2 separate regions of the Triticum aestivum genome follow, and region 2 is linked to region 1. The links are chromatin contacts, called in public Hi-C maps. All regions are on one chromosome and are shown on one strand. The core of a region is the stretch at or near the end of the contact, and the rest is flanking DNA. Distances in the headings are between cores, read along the strand shown.

Evidence for each region. A called contact is a pair of places that touch in the nucleus more often than the background predicts.
Region 2: a Hi-C map of leaf shows a contact between it and region 1, with 5 times the contacts expected there. The contact joins the enhancer-like site here to the promoter of LOC100873126 in region 1. A contact is called at or near these places in 3 of 5 Hi-C or Micro-C datasets (leaf and root) and 1 of 1 datasets of contacts at active chromatin or transcription factors (leaf).

The regions. Positions count from the first base shown.
Region 1 is chr5B:91,036,282-91,043,682 of IWGSC CS RefSeq v2.1, forward strand. It overlaps LOC100873126 (transcription factor HHO6), which reads right to left and starts at 3,954. Exons shown (of 5, transcript XM_044531123.1): 1 at 3,562-3,954; 2 at 3,221-3,462; 3 at 2,350-2,626; 4 at 2,164-2,240; 5 at 1,622-2,045. The coding sequence starts at 3,814. The coding sequence ends at 1,761.
Region 2 is chr5B:91,098,904-91,105,611 of IWGSC CS RefSeq v2.1, forward strand. No RefSeq gene overlaps it. Among protein-coding and RNA genes, the nearest start is that of LOC100873126, 62 kb to the left of the region's middle. Within about 2 kb of position 4,543, at least 2 of the 8 cell types and tissues checked have an H3K27ac peak or open chromatin away from gene starts, as enhancers often do. A contact at or near this core is called in leaf, where this site is marked.

The DNA of each region.
Region 1 (7,401 bases), core at 2,704-5,203:
TCTCACACTTGGTCACTACACTTTGGTGGGACCGAATGTCATCTCAGTTCTACCGAGCTTCTAGGGTTTGGATATGGCTCTGTCTAGGTTGAACTCGGTGGGAATGTATCGGTGGGACCGAGTTTGACATTTAAGGTTTCGACAGATTGGAATGTGGAAAAGTGGTTGAGGGTTTTGGAGCAATATCTTCCAGCACTTTGAGAAATTAAGTCATCATCAAAATCTCATCTCCTTTTAATAGTATTGGCTTTCCTATGGACTCAATGTGATCTTGAATCACTAACCAAAAATGAAGAGTCTTGAAGCTTTTGGCAATGTGCTTCCTTAGCATTTTAAGGGATCCACATCCACATGTTCTTGCCATGCCAACATTGAACTTTCCTGAAATCTATCTTTGAGTAGGCATTAGTTCAATGATATATATGTCGTTATTAATTATAAAGACCACCCGGGGATTATTTGCACTTTTAGATAGCCTCTCGGCGACCTACCCGTTGAAGACGGCCCGGATGATGTCGGAGAAGGACGACATGGCTAGGACTTGGTGGTGGGAGATGGGATCGGCTAGATGAAATGGATAGAAGATGCTCTGTATACCATGTAAACTTGTGGTAAGCGTCGTACCTCGTTGGAGGCGACGGCTATATGTTATATAGGCGCGGGCATATCCTTGAGATAAGAAAGAATAGAGAGATTGAGATGAATGTTGTTGCAAGAATCTTAGCTATCTATCTTTATCTAACTAACTCGGTTGAGTCCACCCGGATGCGCCTCAACTACGTGACACAACACGTTTAGCGTGTGGGAGCAGAATCAAGAGACCGCGAGAAGGGGCTAGGAGAGAGAACCTGTTATGGAGAAAGGAGCCATCGTCGAGGACTGCAGATATCTGCCAACCAACACGCGAAACACTAGCACGATGGCTATTAGACAACAGAGACTTCGGACCATCCAATCAATGTCCTTGGCTTGGGAACTTCGGACCATCCAATCAATGTCCTTGGCTTGGGACAACATATTACCAGCTGGCAGCGGTCATGAAGTGGAAGGGGCGGCAAACAGAGTGACGGGGTAAAAAAAATGTCGTTTATTTGAAGAAGAAAAACAAATAGAATTGTTGAGGTGGCAGATTTGCTTCGGTGGAAGGCTACATGTTGATCGCTGATGTGGATGGGCTGCATGAAGAGAAATCGAATAGTAGGGAGCTTCTATTTAGATATAATATTTCCCTCAAAAAAAGTTGGATATAATAGATACATATGTGTGCATGTAATGATGCAGGGGCCTCTGAGTTAATCCCCCTTTCTACAAAAACATTAGAACATAGTAATGTTATGTCCACTAACATCTAGTGAGATATTACCCTTGGTTTATCGCGCCACCAATATATGGATTTTCCAAACTTACATATTAGTGTTGTAGCATAGGATGAAGATCCAAGGCTCTGCTGCCACACGGAAAATTGGCAGTGAGCTCCTCCTGGTGGATGCCATGGAGTGCACGCACGACAGATCGTCACCCAATTTTTTAACCAAAAGTTCTATAGAATGTTAATAACATAGCTCATACAGTATAACCCAACGACTCACGTCAGTTCAGTTAACTCTCGGCACATTCCACCTCAAAAAGAACACACCTCTCAATCTCAGAACCTCTCACCCACTTTACACAAAGAAGAAGAAAAAGCCTCAATCCTGAACCCCTCAGCGGTGTGTTGCTGTGCAGCGTGCCTCTGAAATTCTACACATGTTCTTTTGTGTTCAAGACGACAACGAAGCCTTCGTGCCGTTCTGCTGCATCTCCCAGCTGTAGCTCGCCGACTTGCCGTCCTCCTCTTCGTTCTCCTCGCCGCCATCGCAGCTGTCTCCGACGGTCACCGACATCCCCCGGCTCGACACGGTGAGCTGCAGCGGCCCCTGAGGCGAGCCAGACTGCGACGAGCTGTGCTGGGACGTGGTGTACTGCTCCGGCCGTGGCCACTGTCCGGCTGACGCCGACTGCTGCTGGTCGCCGTCGGATGCTCGCCGTGTGTGCAGCCTGTATTTCTGCAGGAAGAGAATTGTATTTCTGGTAAATGTTCTGATGCACATGTGGTCGGAAACATGGAAAATTGTACTCTACTAGATTAGATTGATGAACAGAAAGAAGTTAATAAGAACAAACCTGCAGGTGGCTCTTGACCTCATCATTCGTGAGCCCATCCACCTTCATCATCTCCCTGATTTGCTTAGGAGTGGCCACTGCATCAACAGCAAAGCAAAATTTCAGCACACCAGCCACGAAGAACATATCTTAATTGTCCAAAGCATTCCGACAAATAATGTGATTTACGAAATGCTCAACCCCCACCTTGCGGGCCGCCGAGGCGCTGGAGAGCGGCGACGAACCGGCGGTGCAGCTCCGGCGACCAGCACCTCCTGGCCTTCCGCTGCGCCGACTGCTGCTCGCGTTGAGCGCCAGCGTCCGTGACGGCGCTGCTGTCGGCACTCGGGGCGGCCGGGCAGGGGGCGTCGATCGCTGGAGATGAGAAGGACAGCTCCGGGACTGCCATGGCCGCCGCCTCTGGTCTCTCCGATGATTTTGCTAAGGTTGGCAAGCCATTCAGTGGCATGAATGCATTGGACACCTGATGCAATTCAGATTAACAACACAGGTAAGAAACAAGAAACAGACAGATACGCTATCTGAAATTGACTTCTTCAGAATATGAGCTAATGAGATTGGGATTGTTGTTGTCATGGGAATGGGATGCAAAATCTGTAGGATAAATTGACATCTTTTTTAAGAAAACATTGACACCTCAAAACCGCCACAAAAAAGTAGTATGATCTGAAGATAGCAAGACAAGCCATCTTGGCATATTTGTGGTGCAAAAATCTCCAAAATGAACATTGCACATGAGCTGAAAAAGCTAGCACAAAATTTCCCCACTTTTCACTGACGAGACGAGTTGTAAAGTTTCCCAGTTTTTCAGTGTCACATAGTTTAACAATTCGCCATCATTCTTGAACATTATAGTACAACTTTTTAGTATTTTTAGTTCTTGATGACATTATGCTAGTATACTTTTCACCCTTTGCAAAACAATCTTAATTAAATTATCTAGTTAGCATGATTAATTAAGCACAGGTTATAAAATTCCACCTCGTTTTTACATTTGATAATTTGAACTGGCCACATCTCCTTTCGGTGTTCCATAGTTCCCATTTCATGGCCCTACCTTTTGCGCGTGTTTCTTGACGCTGTCGCCATTGCTGTTGCTGGTGCTGCTGTGGCTCCCGCAGGTCCAGAGCTGCGCGGAGCTCATCCAGCTCCGCTTGTCGCTCGCGTCTGCTTCCGTCTTGACGACCTCCGCCTTCCTCTTTTCCGGCGGTGCAGGTGACGGCGACGGCGCCGGTGCGAGCAGCTGATCCGGCGCGGGTCTCCGGTGCTGCGCCACCTCATCTTTCAGCCACTCGATCACTGCACCCAACACGACAGAAAGATAAAACTCAGCCAAACAATTCAATAAACCTGGAACCGTTTGCGACTTGCGAGAGCGGGGCGGGCGGACGGACGCACCGTCGGCGATGAGGTGGACGCTGATGGGGAGCTCGCGGCGGAAGACCTCCATCTTGGCCTTCTCGGCCTCGAGGCTCCGGGCGCACTCCTCGAGCCTGGCCGCCTTGTCCGCCGCGCTGGACCTGGCCACGGCCGCCCTGAGCGAGTCTGTCACCGTCCTCGCCGCCAGCGCCCGCAGCCGGTGGTCCTCCCCCGCTCCGCTTCCGCCGCCGTTGAGGACGACGGCCTCCTTCTGCACCGCAGACGACCCCATCGCCGCCGCCAGTCCAGACTCCAGAGCTCCCTCTCACCGCGCGAGATGCAGCACGATCGACCCCGGTCTCGCCCGGACAGATCCACAACGACGGAGAGGAGGTACTGGTAGGAGTGGGAATGGAGATGGTGGTGCCGTTTGCGTGCTGGTGCCGCGTTTATACCGGAGGAGGAGACGGTTCAGGTGGCCGGGGGGAGGGCAGAATGGTCATTTCGGAAAGGAACAGCATGGAATCGTCCACGGAAGATACTACTGTCTTCTTTCTTGCTCCCTACTACTCTCCTACTTATCCTTTGTAAATAAATAAAACTAGGGGGGGGGGGGGGGGGAATGTTTGTCGACAATTCACTGGCGGGGAAAAAGTTCACGGCGCTTATTACCAAGCTGCCCAGTGCTTTTCTAGCTAATTGTAGAAGTTGGTTTATTTGGGAATTTTAGCAACACTTAGCTACTACACCAGTGTACCACGCGGTAGTGAAGATTTTACAAGAATCTAAGAAACATTCTTTTGCGGGAATAAAAATCGCTTTCTTGAGTATTAGAAAATATCGTTATATACGCAAGAGGGTATACAACAATTTTTAGGTGAAGAAATAATTATTTTTTTACATGAAAGGTTTGCACTTATGGGAGGGTGGTAGGGGCAGGACGGTAAAGTGGAGGGGGGGGTGGGAGTCGGAGAAAAGAAGATGCTGCCCGCATGCGGTGTGGATGGATGTGGTTGGCAGGCGGGGGCAGAGGCAGAGGCGTTTCGTCGCGTAACACAGAAGAGGCGTCCAGATACCGCCTCCTCCCACGCGCCCGCGGTGCCCCGTCCCCCGGAAGCCGGAATCTTTTCCCGCACTTTCACGCCGCACCCCCTCTAGATTCCCATAACACCACACAAGGCCCTCCTGCACCCCGGAATCTTTTCCTCTTCATTTTTGGGGAGCACGATGCGTTATTGAAAGAAAAAAAAGCTTTCTTGAATCCTCAGCGGCGTGCAATATTGGAAAAGATGGAGGGGCCGGATGACGGTTGATGGGCGGAAGATTCCCTTTGGCTGTCATGCGTATTCCGTGGTCCATTCGGCCAAGGAATCGCGGCGTCTCGGCTCGGCTGCTGTGTTGAAGATCCGGCTGGTGGAGTAGGTGAGACGTAGGCATCCAGTCGGAATAACCATCGGGATAAACGCAGGGCCACGTGGCTACCGCCATTGTAGCTCCTATCCGAGCTAGCTAGACTTGTTGGTGCTGGCCTGCTGCATGAACCTCCCAAAAGTTCTCATGGTCTTTTTTTCCTTTCAGAATTGTACCATATATATTTTTCCTTATAGACTGACTTTATGTATTTTTTAACACAACACAGGCACACACGCTCCTAAATACGCGCATACACTCATTTCTATAAACACGCTCACATCCAGCCTCTATGAGCACCTCCAAGAGACCGAGCCAGCACATCATCTTGAGATTGACGAAGTCGTTACAGACGCCTTCGTAGGTAACAGGAGTGCCTCCTCGCAGTGAACGCACGTAAGCGAAAGGCCTGAAACAAATTCAGAAAATTGCGACCACCGGTGTCAAGTCTAGGACTTGAACCCTGATAGGATGGGATATCAATGTTCTTTTAACCATTCAACCACAGATTAGTTCAGGATGGGCTATAAACCTGTCTACGATTTTGCTCAATTTCGTCGATTATTGCCTAGCGAGGTGGATGTGCTAGCAAGCATGTTATGCCTTTCGCTTCTCTGCTACTTCAAAATGATTGTGTGTATAATATCCTTGGCAAAAGTAAAACTGAGCACATAAAGTATAATTACAATTTTTGTTCATCAAAGCGAACTGTCGAAGATGGTGCCGAAGACACGTCAGTTGTGATTTGCGAACTGTCGAAGATACCGCGTCACCCATAAATCCACTTGCTGCCACCCGAAATGATCGAGAACAACCCCCCCCCCCCCCCTTCCTCGATGCCAACGACAACTGCGACACAGTTAAGGAGAACAGTGTAGGAGGACCGGCCATCGCAACTCTATTGATGTGATGTGCCATCAACCGCCGCCGCGAGCATACACTAGGGACTTTTGTGCAGAACACAACACTAGGGGCGAATCTCGTTGCTGCCGCTGCAACGTTCGACAAACAACAAGATGGGGAGGTAGAGCTCCGCCAATCCGGGTAGCCGCATGCAATGCTAAAATGGTGCAATGTGAGTTAATATATTTTATCGTATGATCAGAGAACCAAACTATGATTGGATGGTTAGGAGGACAGTGCTATGCGGAGGAATAAAATTCTAGGTTTGACGCTTTGCGGTCTAATAAAGGCAAAATATTCTTTCAGTGAGAGGCAATGTTCCCGTCAATTGTGAGGCGTCGGTGATGACTTCGTCAACTTTAAGACCAGCCATATGTACATGTTTGTGAGTGCCTGTGTTGTATTGTGTTTCTAAAAAGATCTTTTCGTCCGAGTAGAACTTGTTATCTTCGGTTAGTTAGTGATCTTGTTGTTAAAAATACAAAATCTAAACAATTTCATCAAATTTGTATGTGATATGACCGATCAGATGGCTAGCAGCGCGTTTCTATGCCTCGACGGCACCTGGTTGTAAGCCCAAGGCTCGCCCGTAGCTCTGGTAACTTCTTAAGTGCCTACTCCGGATGCTAGTATCCTGTAATTTGCAAATGAACACCGCTATGCACACGATGAATCCATGCACGATGCACACACGACAGGCTAAGTACACCGTTAGATTACCTCATTTTTTAAACCTGGATGGCTTGTAACCGCATCAGCCGCAAATCGTGCAGGAGCATGTCGTGTGTACAACACTTCCATTTGCAAATTTGTGTGTGTATCAGAGGAAACTCGTTGCTTTAATTATGTCGATGAACAAGATGTGCATTTTGAATGGATCAGAATGCACCTCCAAGCAAGACCCCATAATCAAGCACGAGGGTGGATTGGGTGGTCTTGGCTGTTTAAAGACGCGGAGAAGCTGTTGGCAAAAGGATAAGGATTCCTTGTATGAGTGGGCCAGCCGAGAGAAAGAGGGAGAGAGATATCGACGGGTATATTGTTGCTGCCATTGCTGAGAGGGCATGGCGAAGAGAGAGATTATGTCGTCTCCTCACGCTCTCTCTCTCACTCTCTCTAGAAACATAGAGACAAGCTAGCGTCACATTTCTCGAGCTACAAAGATTCCTCTCTTTGTTCCTTTCAAAAAAAAAAGATTCCTCTCTTTGTTGGCTGGAAGACGAGGGTGAACCACCACAAAGATTCCACTTCCTACCACATATGTGCAGGTACTCCGTTTGGTGCCAACACTAGTTCTTTTTTCAGATTGATTTAGCTAACGTTAAACAGGTCCAAAGTATATTGCGTATCAACTTGAATTTGCCGTGCAATGACCCTCTGGTTGAAGCAACGTGAAGTCACAGACGGTGCACTGATCGGCTCCGTGCTAGGTTTGCTTGCGGGGAGAAGTTTATCCGGGTTTTCTGTCATAGAGCTCATTTTGCTAGAGATTCATGCACCCTTTTTGCCCAAGCAGGCATGGTTTTGATTCAGATTGTTGCACCCCAATTGCTTCCATCTTTTTCT
Region 2 (6,708 bases), core at 3,293-5,792, 63 kb after region 1:
GGTGACTGCTTCTCGCCGCTGAACTTCCACCCTCCACTCGGCGTTCGACAGGCCCGGTGGTTTCGATGGCGGCGCCCTCGGCTTCCTCTGCTTCGGTTGGGCCACGGCGCCAGTCGCGGTTGCCGCCGCGCGCGGCATGGCGTACTTCTTCGGCGGCATGGCGTACTTCTTCGCGGCGAGCGGAAGGGAGTTTGGCGGGAGAAAGGGAGAGAATGGCGGGAGGAAGGCGAGCGAGCGGGAGAGATGCGAGGGAAAAGCGTCAAGAAACGGCGGGAAAAGGCCCTCAGGTCGCCTCTAGGGCGGGCCCACGCGCCTTTTTCGCTTGTGCCGGCTCCCCAAGCGCCCCCCAGGGCGCCGGGTTCGGCCTGGGTCCGTCGGCACCAGTTTTGGCCCGAGCCGGCGAAAAATGGGCTTCTGGGGGCACGACTGTGGCCTTTTTTGGTGCCGGCGCGGCAAAATCGCCTGGGGAGGGCCTGTTGGGGGCGTGGCTGGAGATGCCCTGAATATTGGATATCTGTAGCATTACATTTTGAACCTAATTTTGGTCTGCTAACTCTAGCTTGCTTTTCCATGTTAATCAGAATGTGGTGAATTTTTGTAATAAAAAACATGTCACTCCTTGAGTGACAGCTTTTATAGGGTGTAGAAAAGAATGACTTCAAAGAAAATGTACTTTGTAGATGTTCTATATTTCTCGGTTGCGAAGAAGCAGAAAATGAAGAAGTAAGTTGTCTAACCATTTGATCTGTCTTAGTTTGCTTGACTCTAATTGTGTAGCTTTTGCATCAATTCATTTGGATCCAATGTTGCCTCGTGTAAAGAATAACCCATGTATCTTGCTTCAGCTTTTATTTTTGAACTAGGACAAAATATTATAAGAGAACTTCCACATTCACTCATGGCAATGTATGATCATAAATATGTTGTATCATTGGTTTCAGACATCTGAATGAGAAGAAAAAGAAGTGCAAGGCTGGTAAGGTCGAGACTCATCTTGAATTCCCTGGACGTGAAAAGGTTAAATTTGGTGAAATTGTCGAAGCTCCACCAAAGTTATCATTCCCAAAGGTGCCTTATCTACTCAAAACCTTTTATGTTATTAGATTTGGTCGGATTCATATGAAGGGTTGACTGAACTTTTGAAGGACGCCCCATATGCTTCATTGCTTGTATGTTTGTCTTAGATTCTTATGAGATCTCTGCCAATATGAATTTGACTGTTGGCATTTGTTATTACCAAATAGATCACTTTTCAGCCATTTAGAAATTAGAAGTTGACTTCTTGTAAATGTGAATTTGGTGTACAGGATTTGACAACAAAAAATAATGTTATATGATGAATGAATGATATTTTTAACAACCGAAGTGATGTTTGACATTGAGCTTTCTTATTCTTGCAGCACACTGTTAATAGTACTATTCCGTTGAACTGATGCAATTTGTGTACTAACAAGTTTTCACCTTCCCGACGTGGGCGCAGAGGTGATCGACGCTGACAAGCGCGGCCCGGTGGCGCTGTGCTCTTCAACCACTCAGAGGCGGACTTCGCCGTGAAGCCTAATGGCCACGTCGCACAGATGATCGTCAGGTGATTTCGACGCCGGAGGTCGCCGATGTGGAGGACCTCGACGCCACCGTCCGCGAGAGGGAGGATTCGTGTCCACCGGCGTCTGAACTCCTAGCCTTGTAGATACATCTAGAGAGGTGGTCTGTTTAGGTTGGTGGTAGACCACTAGGGAAGGTACCCACCTTACGATGATGGTTGTGTGTGTCTGATGTTAAATGGAATCTTGAGATGGTTCTGTGAGTTGGTTTGATTTGCACTGGACGTATTACCATTCATGAGTACTACATCTAATTTTTATTTTTTTAATTCCTAAATTGTTAGTAGTAGCGTGGGTCAAAAGTGAGGGCTACTAGTAGTTAGTTTAGTAATAGCATGGGTTTTAGGTTAGTAGAGCGTGCGTGCACACGCGCTACTACTAACTTTTTAGCTATAGCGCGGGGTAAAAAACGCGCTACTGCTAAAAATTAGTTATAGCACCGTAGCAGTAGCGCGGGAACCCACGCTACTAGTATGCAAAAAAATCACGCTACTGGTAGTGTTTTTCCTAATAGTGATGTCTTTTTATAGATTTAAGAATCTAGTATGATATGTCCGGATGCAACAAGTGAAATTGAGGCGTGCCCGGTCACTGCACGTGGACGCTCCCGAGCGCGTCCACGGGCGTTTGAGGAGCCATATTTGTCATATGTGGCTGTAGATGCTCTTAGGGCATCTCCAATGGCAACCCCCCAAATTTCCTCCCGCATCCGTCGGCGGACACAGATGCAGGAGGATACCATCCAACCATAGCCACATATATCCGGTCTTTCTCTTTTCTTTTTTCAAGTCCGCACGATCAAATAGACGCATGCAAGTGGTACAAATGTTCAAATAGTTGCATGCATTACTAGTTTAAATTAAAAAGAAAATATTACATCCCAACATTGTTTTCCCCTTTGACCTCCCATTGGTACTCAATCGGATCTTTCTTCAGCTGCTCATGAGTTGGTCGACGCTGAATTTATTGATGCATTTGAATAAACTCTTCAAATGTGTCCGAATTCTGGTCTGGCATGGTGAGAATAGCAGTAGCGGATGGTACCTGACGGGGCGATCGGAGGACAGGGGTTGAACAAAGACGGAGGAGAAGCGGGGTGGAGCCCCGCCGGAGCGCTGGAGGTGCCAGAGACGTAGAGTTCCGGCAGGGGTGTGGCGTGGTGGCCGGGGTGGTGGAGCGGCGGCGAAGGCGAGAGAGGAAGAAGAAAGGAGAGAAAATGGGGAGGATGAAGTCGCGGGGTCAGGGGAGGGTTTTGGGTGGGCCGGGCGTGTCAGATTCCTACGTTTCGCATGCCCGGCCTCCCGCAAAGCTTCTCAAATTTTGTCTCTAGTTTGCGGAAGAAATCGTGTCCGGACCGCCCCGCCACCGATACAAGCATGCGTTGGACGGCTTCTGCTGTCCGGATAGATGCGAATGATTTGTGGGTCCGTTTTAAAGATGCCCTTAAAAAGATGCATTTATTTTTCTTTTGAAAAGGGGTGTTTACCCCAAGAAGATGTAATATATTGCCATGTTAGCTATGATCACCAAAGGGTTCTGCACCTATCAAGATCCTTATCGTATCTCCAAGTCAAATGTGGCTGCAAGCATAGACCACTAGCAATATATACCGGCTAACTTTTGCAATGGTGTTTGTCAATGTCATGCTAAGTGCCCTTTGAAACCCCTTTAGATGTCCCCTTAAAGCTATATGCCACTCCCTTCTCCTTGTAGGTTGTAGTAGTACAAACTAGTAAGTAACAAGTTGAATTTTCCATGTATATTTTTCGATTATATTTACCGTACTTCATGTCACTTGTGGTAGGATGATGACACATATGATATGAAACAGACTGAGTATAATTGCGCATTATCTGTTGTTTATGGGATATGTACGCCACAAACATTTTTATTGAAGGTACCTAGCTAGAAAACACATGGATAAATATTTTATTTTCTGTTAATAGTAGCACTGTCCTGCCATGCCATGCCAGTGACCAGGGTCCAAATCCAAGCACTTAAAGTCCTGGTAGCACATCTGAAAGCTGAACATGTGGACCGGTGATTGATTAATTGGAAATTTTGGCCCTTCCAGGTCCCAAGAGCTAGCCCCCAAGGCCTGCAAAGAACAAGAAAGACTAAGACCATTCTCAAGGGCAGAAGAAGAATCTTTGAGATCCTGAATTTTACTCCAAGGACTTGTACATCTTGTCTTCTTTCTCTATCCGTTGAATTATGCGCCGGAGATTAGGATCCTTTAAACAAACATGGCGCTAGAGATTCTTATATGTTATCTTATCTCATCTTAAAACCTAATTTATTAGTGGGGATGAGGTGAGATCAGATCCTGATCCCTTCCTTGTGGTTGGACCATAGAAGCTTGGAGGTGCATGCCATCCATAGGAAGGAGTAATATATATCCTTTTTGTGGTGTGAAGGTGCTGCCATGGAGCACTCACTCAAGATTCTTTCACAGGATTGTGACAGGGCACCACCCAACGAACTCATTACTGTACCAATTAAGTGAAAAGATTGTGTGAGTCTGTCTCATCTATCCTTTCTTAATCGGTATGAAGTCCTAAAGAAATAGGGTAAAACAATGCCAACGAATTGCATACAAGAAGCATAAAAGCAAAGTTGTAGTGGTTGCACCAGCCCAGGAGACTCTGCAGTTTGTGCTGTGACTTTGCTCGCACGGAAAATTTTAGGGCAGAGGCTTCATTTCTACTAAATCATAATTTCTTTTTTGTAAATACTCAAGTTCTCGACACGTTCTGGACTGTTTGGTTGGAGAAGAAAACAAACAGCTAGAGAGATTCTTGTTTCCGCGGGGAAAAGGAGGAGGGAATCGACGAGGTGGACTCGCATGTTGCTTCTGTCGGCTTCTCTGTGGCGCCGTGCTAACGTGGCCGTCTGTCAGTGAGACAGGCACATCGAATCGCCGCATAGCTGGACCCGCCACTTGGTTAAAAGAGGAATATATCCACAGGTCAGTGCTTGGCCAGATGCAAAGGAAAACGGAGCACGGATGTGGCTGTATATGCGGCAGTTTGTGACCGTCCGCATGCACTGGATTCAGCTGCACCCAAATTCCCTAGGAGCAAAAGCGAGGCCTGGCCTGGGAATTTTACTAGTACTACTAGATTCTCTGTTTATCTGAGATTTTGTTTACTAGAATTTCGTTCCGCGAAAAAAGTAAATCTTGTAGGGGCTCCAAGTGACCGATGTCCTATGCTAAAATTCGCCTACAAACTCTTTTGATTGATTCATTGTACGACTGGCTTCGAAAAATCCTTGCAGTTTCCTTTTTCGATTTACAGTGTCTTGATAACCCTAACTCGAACTCAGTTGTAATTGTGGCTTCCGACTAGATAGAAAGATACCATCCCCATTTTTCTACCAACACCAACTCATTTTCAATCCTATGCTTTTCTTGGTAACTGTTAGATTGATGTAACATGGTACTGGTAGCACCCAAGGAAAGACGGCTAGCACTAGAAATATGCGCGTCATGCTCAGCTGCCGGAATCAGAAAAGAAGAAAGAAGAAATTCCTTTTGATTTGCTGCTTTCCGCGAGAATCTCGTGTGAAGTTAGAGAATATTTGAGCCACCAAAGGGTGATGGACATCCATGGACCATGAATTCTACCTTTGATTTCTCGTTGTATTTTTTTTCTTGGATATTGACATTAGGGGCACTGTTGTGTTTGCTTTTACGCATAGGTGATAGGTAGAAGAAACAAAATAAGAATTCGGAATTGCCTTGTTCCCCCGAAATCTATGTCCTGTGGACTGTATGTATGGATCGGCTACTGCGGCTATAGAGAAGAATCAAACGCATGTGCCTCCATAAGAAGATACAACATTTGTAAAGATTCATGTTCCAAAAAAAAGAACATTTGAGATTCAGGATAGGTAACTTGACTAGGCAAAATATCGCCGATTCTAGAACCGCTCATTTTTACGGCGCCCATACAAAGCCAGGCTATTATTGTATTACTTGCGCGTTGCTTTGTCGAAGATGGAAGAATCTTCTAAAGTCTCGTTCCCCATCTCCTTTCAAAGGAAAATGGCCCAATCTTCGCGCAAAAAGAAAGATGTTGGCCATGATCGGATCGGGTAAGATCTCAATCAGTCTATTGGACGGTACTCGAGCTGCACTCATCCCCGTCCACATCCGTGAGCCATACTATTATGCGACTCCAGTTCCCATTTTTGTTTTGCTCCTACATGCACATGTAGTTCTAAACGAAAATGTCATTTGGGGTCTATTGAAACACGGAAAACAATCTATCCAGAACAATTTGGTCCCCACGGGGTTTAGCTAATAAAATAGATCACATTTGAGATGGGTGTGGTATTAGATGGGAAAGTAATGTTGATTTTACGGAGGAATATGGCAGGTTGGAAGGACAATACATAGAGCATTTCAGCCTTCCCATAGAAAAGTGCCAAGTGTTTTTGAAGAAAGCAAAATATAGGTGCATGTACCAGCGAAAACTTCTCATCAACCTATTGTCGGCTCAAAATTTGTAGGTTTATATCATATGGGACCTACCCCTTTTTATGGACTTCAATATGCGGCTTCCGAGAAAAAATCCTACTTGTTGATATCATAAGATTATCTCTCAAGATCTACTATTCACCGCCTTCAGTGCGTGCTATGTCACTCCTGCCTGAAGCGCACCCTCATCAGCCGAGCACTACTATACATCATTGTCACTACTCACCTTCTCTCACACTTGTTGACGCACACACAAACATTTGCCCCAATCGTCGCTTCTTGCCATGTCGCGTTGTCTAGCTTGAGTCGCCACCTCTATCGGTCTACTGCGGCCTGCACATCCTCGAAACCCCACAACACCAATACACCTTCTCCCGAATCCCCGCACCCCAACCGTAACCTCCTCATAGCCACCTCAAACTTTAGTAGCCCGTAACCGCCACGCCTTCATGAGAGATTCCATGACCAACCACATCACCTCTATCTGTGGCTCGCTTCCGTTGGCAACGCCATGGCTGGTTGGGGCATCTCCAACTATGACCCCATCTCCGTCTCGCCTCCGCCATCGGCTCATGACAAGCCATGTTGTTTTTGTCTCGACCACCATGCGAAATATTTAGT